Linked DNA regions of Mus musculus: all the other regions are linked to region 1. The links are chromatin contacts, called in public HiChIP or PLAC-seq maps. All regions are on one chromosome and are shown on one strand. The core of a region is the stretch at or near the end of the contact, and the rest is flanking DNA. Distances in the headings are between cores, read along the strand shown.

Region 1 (4,357 bases), core at 575-3,074:
AGGGGGAGGATTTTGGCTTCAGTGGGGCTCATTCTAAAGACAGGAGTCTCTTATTCCTGGATTATATTTACCTCTGTGCTAAGGTGGAAATTTTCACCTACTTTGATGTGGTTCTATTTGGAAGGGAAAGATGTTTTGATTAATTAATTAACTAATTCTATTGTGTTCTTTTACGAAGTGTTGGTGTTAGGGGGTGCAGAGAAGACAACTCAGTAAAATGCTCGCTGTGCATTCTTGAGGCCCTACCTGAGTTTGATTCTCAAACCCACATAAAAGTTGGGCATGGCAGTACTGGGGTCTATACCCCAGTGCTGGGGTAGCAGAGACAGGAGGATCCCTGAAGTTCCCTGGCCAGGCAGCCCAGCCAGTGAGTAAGTTCTGCTTTCCTGCCTCGGAAAATAAGGTGGAAAGTGATCAAGGAAAGCATCCAGAGTCGGCTTCGGGCCTCTACATGCATGTGCACATGTACCCATTTATATGCACACACAGACACAGACACAGACACACACACAGACATCTCATGCACGTAGAATCCTTGGTGTTAAAAGGTGTTTCATTGCAATATATATATATATATATATATATATATATATATATATATATATATTGTTCATGTTTTTAAGTGAGTGATTTTTGCAAAATGTTTGGCTTCCCATCAAGTGTCAGACATTCAGTCAGTTCTGACAACAGTCAGTCTCTATCACCAGGTCCTAGGTGACAGGTGGAAAAAGAAAAGAAAAAAGAAAAGAAAAGAAAAGACCCCAGCAGCAACAACAAAACCCAAAACACAAAAGCCTTATACTCTGGATGAGGTTAGGCAGCAAGGTCCCAGCTAGCAGGACACCTGGCCTGTATGCCATTCACTGTCACACGACCTCTCAGACCAGGCACTTCATCAAGTATGGGGTGCACTTGGGAATCCCATTCTTGGGGTTGAGTCTGGTTTGTTTGCTCACTGTGCAATTTTAGGACACTCACTTAACTTCTCTGAGCCTCGGCCATCAAGTTTTCCTACCCAAGCAAGTACAACAAATTTTCAGTTTGTAGACCACGTGAATCTCACAATGCCATATGGTAGTTGGTGACCTGCGCCTGCTGATGTCACTTGGACTAAATGGTCATCTCACCGAGGCACAGGCTGAGGAAAACACAAGGAGTCCTTCCTATGGCTGCCTCCCCTTCCTCCTTCCTCTCCATGTTCTGCTTGCTCTGCATTCAAAAGCCCACCCTACCACCCACCACCGTGGCCCGGAATGTGCTCCACCGAGAGCACTCAACTCCCAGCTCCGTGTTTGTAGCAGATTTCACGCCAACGCAGCTTACCATTTTGACACCGCCAGATCGCGCCTCTTTATTTCGTTGCAGATTTGTGGGTTTTTCCTCATAAAGTGTTTACTGCGTATGTGAAATATAATCACGGCTTTATGAATATGAACTAGATTATTTTAATGATTGCAGGTAATTTGAAACTTAAGGGCAATCACATTTCCCAGCCATCTACAGCGTTTCGGAGACACGAGTGAGCGGTTCCAAACAGCCGCGGTCGCGCACGTCTGCCCCTCTGTGGTCTCCCCGCTCCAGCCCTGTGTTACGGTGATCTGATTATTGTAATTGATGACATTAGGAACCAGGAATCGCGCAGAATAATGCAGGCGCCTGTCATGCCAGAGCGCTTTTATTCATTGTCAGCGAAGTTCATAAAGTTGAAAGGGAACATCTCCGTGGACCGCGACAGCACAGAGCTGCATTCAGTCTGTAACTCACCAATGAAATGACGATCAGCAGAGGCCCACTTGAATGGGCGATTGGAAGCAGTTCTCTACACCCCTCCCCCTGCCTGGACCCCTGGGAGTTGTATTCTGCCAATCCCAGTCATCCTCAGCAGGAGGCCCCTGCCCTGGGGCCTAGGAATTCATTACCTACCGGGACCTGCCTTCTTTTGTTCCTGTTCCCAGATTTCAGCCGCTCTTTTCCAAGCCGGATCCCACCCACACCCTTTTGAGAGACTCTCTCCTCAGTCTGGAGACTCAGGCTAGAGAATTTTGTTTGTGACTCTTGAGGACACAAGGCAGGGAGCTCTTCTAAGGTGCTTCTAGAATCCTGGATCTTCTTTTTAAGGTGCAACTGAGATCTCTGTGGATTTTAAATGTTTTTACCTCTCTCTCTTCTACTGCTTTGTGTGTGTGTGTGTGTGTGTGTGTGTGTGTGTGTGTGTGTATACAGGTGCGTGTGGAAGCCAGAGGTCAACCTTGGGTGTCGTCAACCATCCGCTTTGTTTTTTGAGATAGGATCTCTCACTAAGTCCTGGGACTCTGCAGTTCAGCTAGGCTAGCTGGCCAGTGAGGTCCAGAGATCCGACCGACTGTCTGAGTCTCCCCAGTGGAATGCAGCCATGTACCAAAACTCTTGGCTTTTTACATGAGAGGATGGAGGTTTGGGGATCGGAACTCAGATCCTCAAGTTGGTACACTTTACCAATGGAGGGGCATCTCCCCGCCATCCCCACCTTTCTCCTTGGGCTCTTCCTCTCTTTTTTGGTGCTGAGATGGCAACTGAAGCTCTTGCACTAAGCTCTGACCTCAGCCTCATCTTTTCTTTGTCTTAGAGCTGAGCACAATAGCCATCAATTACTGAATGCCACAGCGTGCAGGCGTGGCATTTACGCGCTCACAGGTCATCTGACGGAATTCCTCCAAGCCACTTACTTATTCCCATTTTCCACACAGAGACACGGTGGGTCAGAAGGGCTAAACCACCTGCTTAGGACAGCACATTTTAGTTAGTGGTCAGTGATAGGACTCAAACCTAGACTTGCGTGGTTCCAAATGGTTACAAAGTAGCTTCTCTCAGAAGTGTGGGAGGCAGAAAGGAAGCGCATTTCAGAACTTTCAGGTGCATGGTGTGGAGGGGAATCCTGGAGCGCCTCCGGAGGAGTGGCGCTGGGAGCCCGGCTTCACACAGACGGACTGGAATTCTGCAGTGTGCTGGGGAGAGGTAGGGAATTGCTCATCAGAAGCTCAGAAGAGCCCAGAATTCAGGGGTGTGCTGGGATGTTTAAGAATGGCACAGACTCCCAGCTACATGGAGTGTGGTGACCTTGACCAGTGGTCACTGCAAGAGACGATGGGAAGAAGGTATCAGGCTACTTTTGGTCCCCCAGCCAGGGGGACAGGAACAGGTCTTACAGGGCAGTCCACTAACTAGAGGGAACCACCCCTCGCTGCCCTTCACCCCTCCTCTCCCCCACTGCACCATCTGCCTAGAGCCTTGTTCTGCAGGGTAACTGCAGCTCTCCAGCCCTGGGAAGTAGGTGAAGGAGGGCAGGATGGTTCTCCTCTCTTTCCTGCTAATTTGCTGCTTCTGCTTAAGCTTGTAAAAAGTTTCTTGAGCAAAACCACTGTGGCCTGCTGGAGCCCGCTGAGCTGCTGTAATTAAGCTTTGATTAGCCAGCTATAAACTCCCTTTTGGAAGCCAGCTTTGCCCTTGGAGGCCTTCTGTGGAGTGACCTGATCCTTAGGCCCCAGGACTCTGAGGATTTTCCCAGCCACCATGGTCCATAGGCAATGTATCTTTAGGAATGGGTTCGTATCACTATGCTCGGTCTCCTGAGATACATACAGACAGAGGGAAGACATCTAATGCCTGCCCCACTTCTCAGAAACACGGTGGGCAGGGGGACTGGGAGTGGGAGGGAGCCCCTGGCCTCTGTTTTATGACTGCAAACAATAGTTCTTGACCAAATGTATTTTTCTACCGCCACAAGCTTGTTGCAAAGTCGGTTTTATGGGTGCACTAACCCGCCTTTTAAATTATCACCAAGTGTAATAAAAAGGCAGAAAATCATCAATTTTCCTGAGAATGTGAGTAAAGTGAAAGTTAGTTACACGGTGGCCTGGGAGCTGTGGTCCAGCTGTGTCTGTAATCAGAATCAAGGCCTGCAAGCCTTGGGGGGAACAGCTGTTTCCGTGGCTCTTACTTGAGGGAGGTGAAATGGAGCAACGTGTTCCCCCCCCACCCCCACCCCCCGCAGGGAGATGGCGGACTGAACACTCATCCAGAGACCAGCTAGGGAGGAGTAAGAACCCAGGACTGAAGCTTCCTGCTCCCTTCAGCCTCACAGCTCTAAGGAGGGTGGGCTAAGATGGGCCGGGCTCTGCACCGGGAACAGGTGGTAGCGTGCTGTAAATGTTTAGTAACTGGCTCACCAAGCAAAGGCTGATGTGTAGCGTGTGCCAGGTTCTAGGCAATAAACACTTGCGGATTTTAAAGTATCAAGTGGTGACAGTGACACCACCGAGCATAGAGCCGGGAAGAGATGCTGAGCTGCGCAGGTGACACGTTTATTCCAGCCTGCACG
Region 2 (4,971 bases), core at 1,267-3,766, 540 kb after region 1:
AGTCTGCTCCATGCTGAAGATGTCACGTCGGGCTTTGTGCATGCTAGGCAGGCACTCTGCAAGTTGAGCTACATCCCCTGCCCTGTAGTGGATACACAGTCTCCCTCCACGTAGCTAGTAAGGCTCTCAGGTCAGGTTCATTCATGTGTGCAGCACGTGAGGTTTAAGAATATAAACTCCAGAGCTCCACTTAGGCGAGCAGGTCCAGAAGTGGGTGTCCACCAACTGTTTGACCTTGTGCAAACCACTCAGTCTCTTTGTGTCTCATTCTTTTTGGACACCTATAAAATAAGAAGTAGAATAGTACCCACCTTAAAACTTGTTGTTAGAATTAATTCTTCAGGGACTGGAGAGGTGGCTCAGTGTGGCTCAGTTAAGAGTGTGTTACTCTGGCGGAGGACCCAGGTTCAGTTCCCAGCACCATGTCAGGTAGTTCACAGCTACCTGCAACTCCAGCTCTAGGGGATACATTGCTTCTGGCCTCTATAGGTAAACACACACACACACACACACACACACACACACACACACACAAATAAATCTTTAAATAACTCTTAGTTGATGCTGTTGTGGGTTTTGGTGGTGGTGGTTGGTTTGGGGTTTTTTGTTGTTGGTGGTGGTGGTTTGAGGGTTTTTTTGTTTGTTTGTTTTTTGTCTTTTTGTTTTGTTTTGTTTTTTGACACAGGGTCTCACAGAGACCTGGCTCATCTTAACACTTGCTGTGCCTAGGAGGCCAACCCTGTTTCTGATCTATCCTCGCCTACACAGTCTATGAGCATTAGCAATTTATTCCAAGTCAACAATAATTCATAGGTGTCCCATTTAAGGAGAGAAATTAAAGTGAGTCCAGGTTTGAATTCTCTATGTCATGATCCCTGTGACTTCCATCTTCTTGTCCTGTTTCCCGGGTCTGAACCTGTGCCTGCCTGGAGGCAGTTCTGTGAATCTCCTTCTCCCTGAGTTTGTGTGTGTGTCTATCTGTTGTAGGAGCTATGTCTGCCTATCGTGTGTGTGTGTGTGTGTGTGTGTGTGTGTGTGTGTGTGTAATGTGTCTGTCTGCCTGGTAGATGTGTCTGTGTGTATGTAAGTGGCATCTATCCCTGTCTGTGTGACTGTGTGTGTGTGTGTGATGTGTCTGTCTGCCTAGTAGATGTGTATGTGTGTATGTGAGTGGCATCTGTCTATCTCTGTGTGACTGTGTGTGTGTGTGACTGTGTGTGTGTGTGTTCTGTCTGTTGTATAATCTATATTGTCTATCTGTCTGTTGGTGCTGTGTCTATCTGTGTGAGTGGTGTTTGCCCACGTATCTGTCTGTCTGTCTGTCTGGCATATTTCTGTGTGAATGTGAGTGGTATCTGCCTATCTCTGTCTGTGTAATTGTGTGTGTGTGCTCTGTCTGTTGTGTGAACTGTGTGTGTGTGTCTGTTCCACCTGTGAGTGGTGTGTCTGTCCCTAACAAAGGGCTTTCCTCAGTATTTCTTGAACTGCACAGAAAACATGGGGAAGAAATCAGTACTTTACAGAAGTCTTCATCAGAGTTTTACATGGGATTAAGTCGCTGGCTCCAACTGATCCCAACTGACCCAGAAAACAAACATCATTGTTTACCAACCAATATCCATAATGGATGCTGTCAATTTTTATGGAAGATTGTAGGCAGTTGCTTTCAGCTTCTGTATTTGCCACTTTCAGCAAATAATACACGTGCATCCCTCTAAGTTAGAGACATGGAAGAGTATATCACTTTAAAATTGCAGCTATGCGTTGGCTTGGGTTATAAAAGTTGATTACATGCGAAATCCGAGGCACTCCAGCAAAAGCGCCAGTCTCTGAGAATGTAAGAGATATTTTCAGAGTGCTGCGTCCCCGCTCTCACCCTTCCAAGAGCTGGGATTTCAGGAACGTGCTGCCACACCAGATACCCCATGGAAGCAAAACTGCAGGGAAACCAAGCCATAAAAAGAGAGGACTACTGTATACAGAAAGTGCTTAGAAGAGCTGTTTGGCTTCACACGGCTTTGCTCAAACAGCACTGAACACTGTGTAGACACAATGGGTATCTGTTGAGTGGATAACATGCCCATAGCTCCTACCACTGGACTTCATACTGGCAACCATTAAGTCTTCACTCTTACGCAGAATGGAGTCCAGTTCTCCTTCTCCCACTTCCTCAAAGACTGCTGTTCCCCGTTGTTCAAATGAGGCATTGAGGCCAGAGATGGCTTGCCTCAGAAGTCCCCTTGAGTTGGGGCAGGCAGACCCGACCCTGTTTTAGGCTTCTGTGTTTCCCACTCCTGGGAAGCCAGTGGAGAGGGGTTTAATCAAGTGGAGCCCCACCCACCGACACCTGCCCCTCAGCCTCTGAAACTCAAAGTTTCATCAGCTCCTGATGCTGCAGCACCTCCTCTGCAGTTGAGAAGCCGAGCCATCTGCCGCCAGCCTGGGGCTGTCAGGAGGGAGCCCGAGCCAGGCGAGGCGAGCGGGCGGGCGGTGTGAGCTGGCTTTGAGATCCTCTTTTCAGGAAGCTGCTGCCTCTCCTGGCAGGCAGGGCTGGGAGAATGAGCTGTGTCAGACCCCATCCACCTACCAGGAGGGCCCAGAAGGTCCTGACACCACGTGATTGAAGCTCAACCTGTCAGCTCATGCCAACGCTAGAGGCTGGAGGCCAGGCCCAGGCAGAACGGTGTAAGGCCCTGGCTGGGACCTTGAACCAGGTCAAGAATTTTCTAAGTGCACAGTGAAGGGAGCCAGAGTTAAAATCTTCAGGTCCTTCTAACAAGGGGGGATCCAACACTTTCTTCTGCACACATGTAGCATTTAAACAGACAGGCACACATATATAAATAAAAATGAGGGGAGAAAATGAGTAAGTTCAAGGTAGGATATTTTGATGCCCTCCCCTACAAAACCCCTGAAGCATTCTGTGCTATCTTTCCCCTGTTATGATATCAAAATAACATTTGATTTTTTTTTTAATGACACAAAACGTTCAGGCTAAGAAAGGCCATGTACGGTGGTTTCTAGAGCCAAGCTGTCTGGATTTAAATCTGGCTTTGGGCACATCACCTGTGTGCTGTGCCTCAGTTTTCTCATCTTCAAAATGGACATGAATATGCCAGCGTATGTCTTCACAAGGTGGCTAGGAACAGAGGTAGAATAAATCAAGTACTTAGAACAAAGCCTGGTACAGAGCCAAAGCCCACTGAATGTCAGTGTGTGTGTGTGTGTGTGTGTGTGTGTGTGTGTGTGTGTGTGTGTATGTGTGTGTGTATGTGTGTGTGTATGTGTGTAACAGGGTCTTACTGTGTAGCCCAGGCTAACCTCAAACTCACAAACTCATAGTTCTCCAGCCTCAACCTGACAGATGGGTCTGGAGGTATACACTACCACACCCAACCCATTATCCTTTTGTAAGATTGAAATATCTGCTTCCTGGATTTGGGGCTCAGAAACATCTGGAAGAGGCCATTCACTGAAGGTAAAAGGTTTTACCCTTTCTTAGTCCTAAGTCCATAGTTGGAGCAACCCAGCCTCTGACCAGGGATGTGGGAGGAACCAAGGTCATTCCCTTGTCAGAAGCAATCCCAGCATGCCTCTGTAAGACAACAGCATGAGCCCATGGAGAGGGGAGGAGCATCCACAGAGCTCTAGGGAAAGGAGTTAGTCACTAAGGAGGGGCAGAGCACAGGACCCTCCTGGACATGCTTCCTGCCCCACAGTCTTGCCACCAGGAGCAATGGGAGGATGCTAAGAGCAGGGAGGGGAACACAAAGGTCCCCAGGGGGCCCCAGTTGGGCCAGAGGAGGAGGCTGTGTGGGACACCAGGTTACAGGGCTAAGGTGGAGGATGCTCTGGGCTCTGCCTTCAAGGAAAGGAAAATCGTAGTTTTATCATCGATCTCAGTTTTATCATCGATCTCAGGCTGGCATAGTACTTACGCACTCAAACAAGGAGGGCTATCTCCCTGAACGACCACCAGGTTGCCTGCCTGTGTGGAAACAGCTCTTTGAAGCCTGTCACAATCCAGGCTGGAGCTAGGGACTCCCTGCTTGGAGACCTTGAGCCTGTCCCACCCTCACTTGCCATGGTGACGTTCTTCCAAAACCACAGAACTGGGAAAGGAAGAAGATACATCGCCACTGTTTACTGTTGAATCCCCTAGGGTACAAGAACAAGGGGAGCAGAGAAGGCAAAGACAGGGTAACGAGAGACAGCGACAAGGGACACTGGGGGCTTCCTAGCTGCAACTTCAAGTCTCCCCTCTAAGGAGCACCCCCACAATCTTAGAGTTCTCTTTATGAGCCTGCAGCTTTGAACAGGTTTCTGTCCCTCCAGCCCAGGTGTGAAGCCTGTGTTCCCCTTCTCCCTGACTCTATTAATCTTAAAAGCCATCATTAATTTACTAACAATGTGTGCATCTGTGCCTCGTGTGTCCTGTTTCCAGAAACAAAAGGTAAGGAAGGGGCTGGGGAGCCTTGCTTGAACAACACAAATGAATTCCTCTGCCCATGGGGCCTCGTTTTACCTGATTCTACATTCAAAGATACCATCCAGTGGCCAAAAGCAATTAAAAAGGAGCCCTGATCATCCCTGGAATCTCTCAAAGTTCCCAATCCCTCTCCTCTCCCTCTGCCTTTCCCTAGATTCTCTCCCTAAGCACCTGGCCCAAGTACATTTCTCCTCTGTCCTCCACAGCAGTATGGAGGGAAGTGTGGCTAAAGGCTTTTAGCTTGCTGCTGCTGCTGCTGCTGCTGTATCCTTTTTCCCTTCCCACCATTCATAAAGGAATTCCTACAATTGACAGCAGCTACCAGGCCCATCCAACCTTCTGACATCATTGTGTGATGATCTACAAAGGCCATATTCACTATCCTGGGATACCTGCAGTCCTGGGGGGGGGGGCACAGTTTGAACATATCTATTGGACCATTAGTTCCAGCCCTACCCTTTGGCCATGTCTTTCCTTGGTCT
Region 3 (4,825 bases), core at 1,944-4,443, 570 kb after region 1:
CATCATGCAGCTATTACCTGGTCCTCAGGCCTTCGTTTTATGTATCTCTCTCCTCCTCAGAGTTCAGGGCAAATCTCCAATGACTCTTTCCCAGAATTCTCTCCCTCTCCCTCTCCCTCTCCCCTCCCCCTCCCCCTCCCCCTCCCTCTCTGCCAGAACTCCTGCCTCAGGTCATTGATGACTTTTTTTTAAGATTTATTTTTATTTAATGTACATGAGTGCTCTATCTGCACGTACACCTGCATGCCAGAAGAGGGCACCAGATCCCATTACACATGGTTGTGAGCCACCATGCGGATGCTGGGAATTGAACTCAGTACCCGTGGAAGAACAGCCAGTGTGCTGAGCCATCATCTCTCCAGCCCAGGCCATAAACTTTTTTATTGACAGGTGAATGCTTTTACACAATGCAGAGATCCTCTCTACAACCTTCCTTTCCCAGAGTCGACCTTCTGCTTTCCAGCATATGTGTGTCTAGTTAAATCCAGATTCTTCAAATGAGAAAAAAACATATTTGGTCTTTCTTCCCCACTTCCTTATCTCATTCCCCTCTCCAATCCTGGCTCAGACCCTTCCCTCCCCGTTTATAGTCAACTCTCTACTTTGATTTCCACATACAGATTTGTATCTGTATTTATCTAGATCCCCCATGCAAGAGAAAACATACAATGTCTGTCTTTCTGAACCTGGCTCGTTTCACTTAACACGGTATTATCTGGTTCCACTTCCCTGAATACTACATAATTACGATTTCTTTACAACAAAGAAGATGCGTGTGTATGCATGAGTGTGTGGGCATTTCCTTTGTCTCATTTGTTGATAGGCATTGAGGGTGCTTCTGGGTCCTGGCTATTGTGAAGTTTTCTGCAATCAACACAATATGTTTTCCTTCCTGACACTGACGTGTCTCGAACTTAGAGGCCTTTAGGAACATACATACCCAGAGGAGGTATAGCTGGGTCACACAGTAGTTCAATATTTAGTTCTTGGGGAGCCTCCATATCAACTTCGACAATTAGCATTCTATTCTGACTCTTCCTAGATGGGCGGTTCCCTTGAGTGCTGTTGACACTTATGCTGTTGAAGTTTAGTCTTTTGCTGTGTATTGTAATGCTAAGTGTGGACCTCCAAGACCTGGTTGCTCCAGAGACTCGAGACTCCTCACGTAGACCCAAGTGACACTATGTGACCTTGCTCCCAAAGTTATTTCTGATTGGTAAATAAAGATGCCAACAGCTATTAGCTGGGTAGAAGAGACATGGGCAGGGTTTAGGGCAATGGGCAAACCCCAGGCATGGGTTTGTTGTGAGGAGGGGAGAACCATGAGAAGAGGAAGGAGAGATAAGCCACCATGACTTAGGTGAGTTCATGAAAACCTGGCCCTGAAGGCCGGGCAATTGGGGTTAAGAGCAGCCCAGATGAAACACGGTGAGTAATAACTCAGGGTTGTCTATAGAAACGTAGATTCTAAGAGCATAGAGGGTAGATACCTGCCCAGCTCTTGTACTGTTTAAGGCTTATTGTAAGTAATAAAAGTTGTGTGTCTTTTATCTGGGAACTGAATGATCAAAGGCGGGGTAGAAACCCTAGTGTGGCATTCTGTTCGGACGCCTCCTAGAAAAATGCTGCTGCTGCTGCTGCAGCTCCCTTGTGTGATGCTAACACTTACTATGCTCTTACTGTCTTCCAAGAACTCAGGGGCCCCCAGCCTCTCACTGTCCCCAAGGACTCTGTCTCCCCGAGCCAGCACCCAGTGCCTGAGCTAAAGCTCAAGTGTCAGGCTTTCTGCCTCCAGTCACCCTAAGACAATGAGCAAGTCCCTGTCTTGCTCACGCCTGGGTCTCTTCTCCCTAAGACAGATGCCAAGGGACGCCTGCTCCCAGGATGTATGGGGACCACAGTTCCACAATGGAACAGGTGGAACCTGTAGAGCCTGGCCGCTAGGATCCAGAGGCATCAAGAGGGTGATGGTCAGATTCCGACCTCAACTATGGCTTTACTGACTGACTTCTTCCCACTACACACACACCCACTGTGCCGGGGTTCAGAGAGCTGACAAAGCAACCTGTGTGTGAGGCCCTGCAGTCCATCCCAGTATCACACATGGGCACATGTGCGTGTGTGTGCACACACATACCACACACACACACACCAAACATGTAAGAAGCTGTGCTCATATGCCCACAGTTCAACATGCACACTACAGGACACCTGCATTCTAAGTCCCAAAGATCCCTTATCAGCATACTAAGCAAGGTTGGGAACCACACAGGCCCTGTCAGAGGGCAAAGTAGCAGTGCCCTCTGCATGGGGTTTCCATCTCTCCTAGGACCTGGAGACCATAAAGATCCTCCTTAAACTGGACATATGGGTACATGCCTGTTACCCCTAAGTAAAGACAACCCCAAGGCCAGCCTGAGTGACAGAGTGAAACCCTGGGGACAGGAAAGCTTTTTTTAAAAAGAGAACTCATCTCTTTTCTTGCAATGTTATTCCTCCTGCCATGACACCCAACCTAATGTCAAGGGTGAACCTCAAAGCTGCGTCGCTTGCAGGCACCCTTTCCTGTCTGTCAAGAGAGACTCCGGCCAGCAGCCTCAGCATCACACAGAGAACATGTTCCCCTCCCCCACTGTTGACCTTCATCAGTGTGAGTGAGCCCTGAGAATCTACCCAGGTAGGTCATAAAGCAGTTGAGTCAAGCGCTCCCGGGAGCTCCCCTGTGACACCTGAAGGAACTACAGTGTGGTGGGTACACATGCACTAGCTAGTCATTGCCTCAGAGGAGGCTGGAAGTAAGTAGAAGGCTGGCCCGGCTAGATGACAAGGGCCAACAGCCAGAGGCACAGGAAAGAGGCAGCCTAGCCTTGGGGTCAAAAGAAGCGATGTCCCTTGACATGGAAGGCAGTTGGCCTCAAGTGCTGAGCTGATCTTCGCAGTACACCTGGACAGAGATCACAAGACAGGCCTGTCACAGGCCAGGAGACTCCCGATGAAGCTCTCTTAGGAGCCACCAACCAACCTTCCTTCTTACTTCCAGGACAAGCTCACAGGCAGAGCCCTGCTAGCCTCTCCTCTCATCCCCCGGGGACAGTATAGTTAAAACAGCATCAGGACCGAGCCCAGCTCACCCCATCCACGCAGCCTGAGACTGGCTGGAGCCTTGGAGAGGGCTACCCTTGAATGCAAAAACTTGATTGTAATGCTGAAGCCTTGAGCCAGCCTTAGGAGTGCCCTACCCAGCAGGCTGCCCGCATGCGCACAGTGGGATGTACCTGATTCACCACGTGACAGAAAACAATGGAGCACCTGACTCACCTACACTGACATTCCCATTAGCCCAGCACACACATGAATGCACCTCCCCCCCTCCAAAAGAAGCGTTTCTCACCCAAATTCATCTAAAACCACCCAACACCCAGGTGCCACATGTTCAGTCCAGCACATGCCCCCACGCCAAGCCACATTTCCTGCACCACCATACAACACAACAAACATCAGATAATGCGTTACACAGACTCAGTGCACCCTCACCCTCACCCCTATAAAGCGGCCTGCCTCAAAGCTTATGGACAGGTGAGCTCAGACCCTCCCCCATGTGGCCTGGTGCTGAGGTCCCATCCCAAGCCACATGTCCAGGGTGTGGGGTCTGCACGTGCCTCACAGAAAGGCACATTGGCTTCTCTCACAGAAAGAACCAACATCCTCAACCCAGACCATGCCCAACAGGGTCCTGTCTGTGGACATGCTGTCTGTGGACATGCTGTCTGTGGACATGGCTGTGTAAGCTACCTCCATTCTAAATGAAGGTCAAAGCTGTGTTAGTTATGTTTCTCCTTGCTAGACTAACACACCTCACCAGCAGCAACTTACAGGACGCAGGGGTTATCCTTGCATACTGTAAGGGGTCATGTCCCATTATGGTGGCTAGGCCATGAAGTGGCTGGTCACATGATATTCAAAATCATGATGCAAAGAGATTTGTGCGGCCCAGATTGCCTTCTCTGTAACTATGTGACCGTGTGATGGCTGGACCATGTGCATATGGTCTCATGGGCCAGAAAAAAAAAAAAATGGTAGTGGGCTCCCCGAAGCTAGGAGTACAGGCTGTTATGGGCTGTTCCGTGTGGGTGCTAGAAAAGAAACCCAGGTTGTCTACAAGAACAGTGTGCTTTCTTAACCAATGGGCCATGTCTCCAGCCCAACTACACACACACACACACACATTCAGGGAGGACCTTCCCTGCTCAGTGAACACCCTTCCAGACACACCCAAAAGTGTGTCTCCTATGTGATTCCACTTCCCACCACGGTGACAATAAAGATGGCTCACTCTTCATCGGGTCTGAACTCTCGTCTCAAAGAGAATCAAATAAAACAACCAACCAGTAAGCACACACACCATTTTCACCAACAGAACTGGTCTGTCCAGGAGTTCTCTGTCCCCATCCAGCGTTAGGACCTCCCATATCCTTTTCAACATGGTGGGCCTGACCTGCTGGGTGGGTATCCAGTGCCCAGTGCCAGCTGCATCCGCTATGAGGAGGTTGCTACTAGCAAGGCCAGCTGCCAACCTGGAGCCTGGCTGAAAGAATCCGGCCCCAAGGGTTGTGGGTTTTTCTAAGCCCACACTTGACTCTGTCCGCACAGATCCAGTCTGTGTGTGTGGTCTGTGGGGAGGCTGCACCAGGGAGGCGTATCGATCAGGCTGGTCGGGAGAAGAAAGGAAAAAGACCTTCAAACAGCAAAGCTTCACGCCTGCAGAGGCTTGAAAAGACCCATGGAAACGGGGCATGCAGGTTTCCACCCCTGAGGTAGCCACACA

What was found. HiChIP or PLAC-seq counts read pairs in DNA pulled down with a chosen protein or histone mark.
Region 2: a contact with region 1 is called in an H3K27ac HiChIP or PLAC-seq map of embryonic stem cells, with 8 times the contacts expected there. The contact joins two enhancer-like sites. A contact is called at or near these places in 4 of 115 datasets of contacts at active chromatin or transcription factors (embryonic basal ganglia, embryonic stem cells and neural tube) and 1 of 9 other capture datasets (embryonic stem cells).
Region 3: an H3K27ac HiChIP or PLAC-seq map of embryonic stem cells shows a contact between it and region 1, with 4 times the contacts expected there. The contact joins two enhancer-like sites. A contact is called at or near these places in 1 of 15 datasets of contacts at CTCF or cohesin (embryonic stem cells), 8 of 484 Hi-C or Micro-C datasets (the MNK3 cell line, cortical neurons, embryonic stem cells and 2 more), 11 of 115 datasets of contacts at active chromatin or transcription factors (differentiating embryonic stem cells, embryonic basal ganglia, embryonic forebrain and 3 more) and 1 of 9 other capture datasets (embryonic stem cells).

The regions. Positions count from the first base shown.
Region 1 is chr4:125,726,953-125,731,309 of GRCm38.p6, reverse strand. No RefSeq gene overlaps it. Among named protein-coding and RNA genes, the nearest start is that of Gm40249, 110 kb to the left of the region's middle. Within about 2 kb of position 1,824, at least 33 of the 459 cell types and tissues checked have an H3K27ac peak or open chromatin away from gene starts, as enhancers often do. A contact at or near this core is called in embryonic stem cells, where this site is marked.
Region 2 is chr4:125,188,781-125,193,751 of GRCm38.p6, reverse strand. The region is part of intron 2 of Gm32611 (a long non-coding RNA gene); the gene reads right to left. Among named protein-coding and RNA genes, the nearest start is that of Gm40244, 27 kb to the left of the region's middle. Within about 2 kb of position 2,516, at least 41 of the 459 cell types and tissues checked have an H3K27ac peak or open chromatin away from gene starts, as enhancers often do. A contact at or near this core is called in embryonic stem cells, where this site is marked.
Region 3 is chr4:125,161,324-125,166,148 of GRCm38.p6, reverse strand. All of the region lies in intron 2 of Gm32611 (a long non-coding RNA gene), which reads right to left. The region is part of intron 2 of Gm40245 (a long non-coding RNA gene); the gene reads right to left. Among named protein-coding and RNA genes, the nearest start is that of Gm40245, 14 kb to the right of the region's middle. Within about 2 kb of position 3,193, at least 7 of the 459 cell types and tissues checked have an H3K27ac peak or open chromatin away from gene starts, as enhancers often do. A contact at or near this core is called in embryonic stem cells, where this site is marked.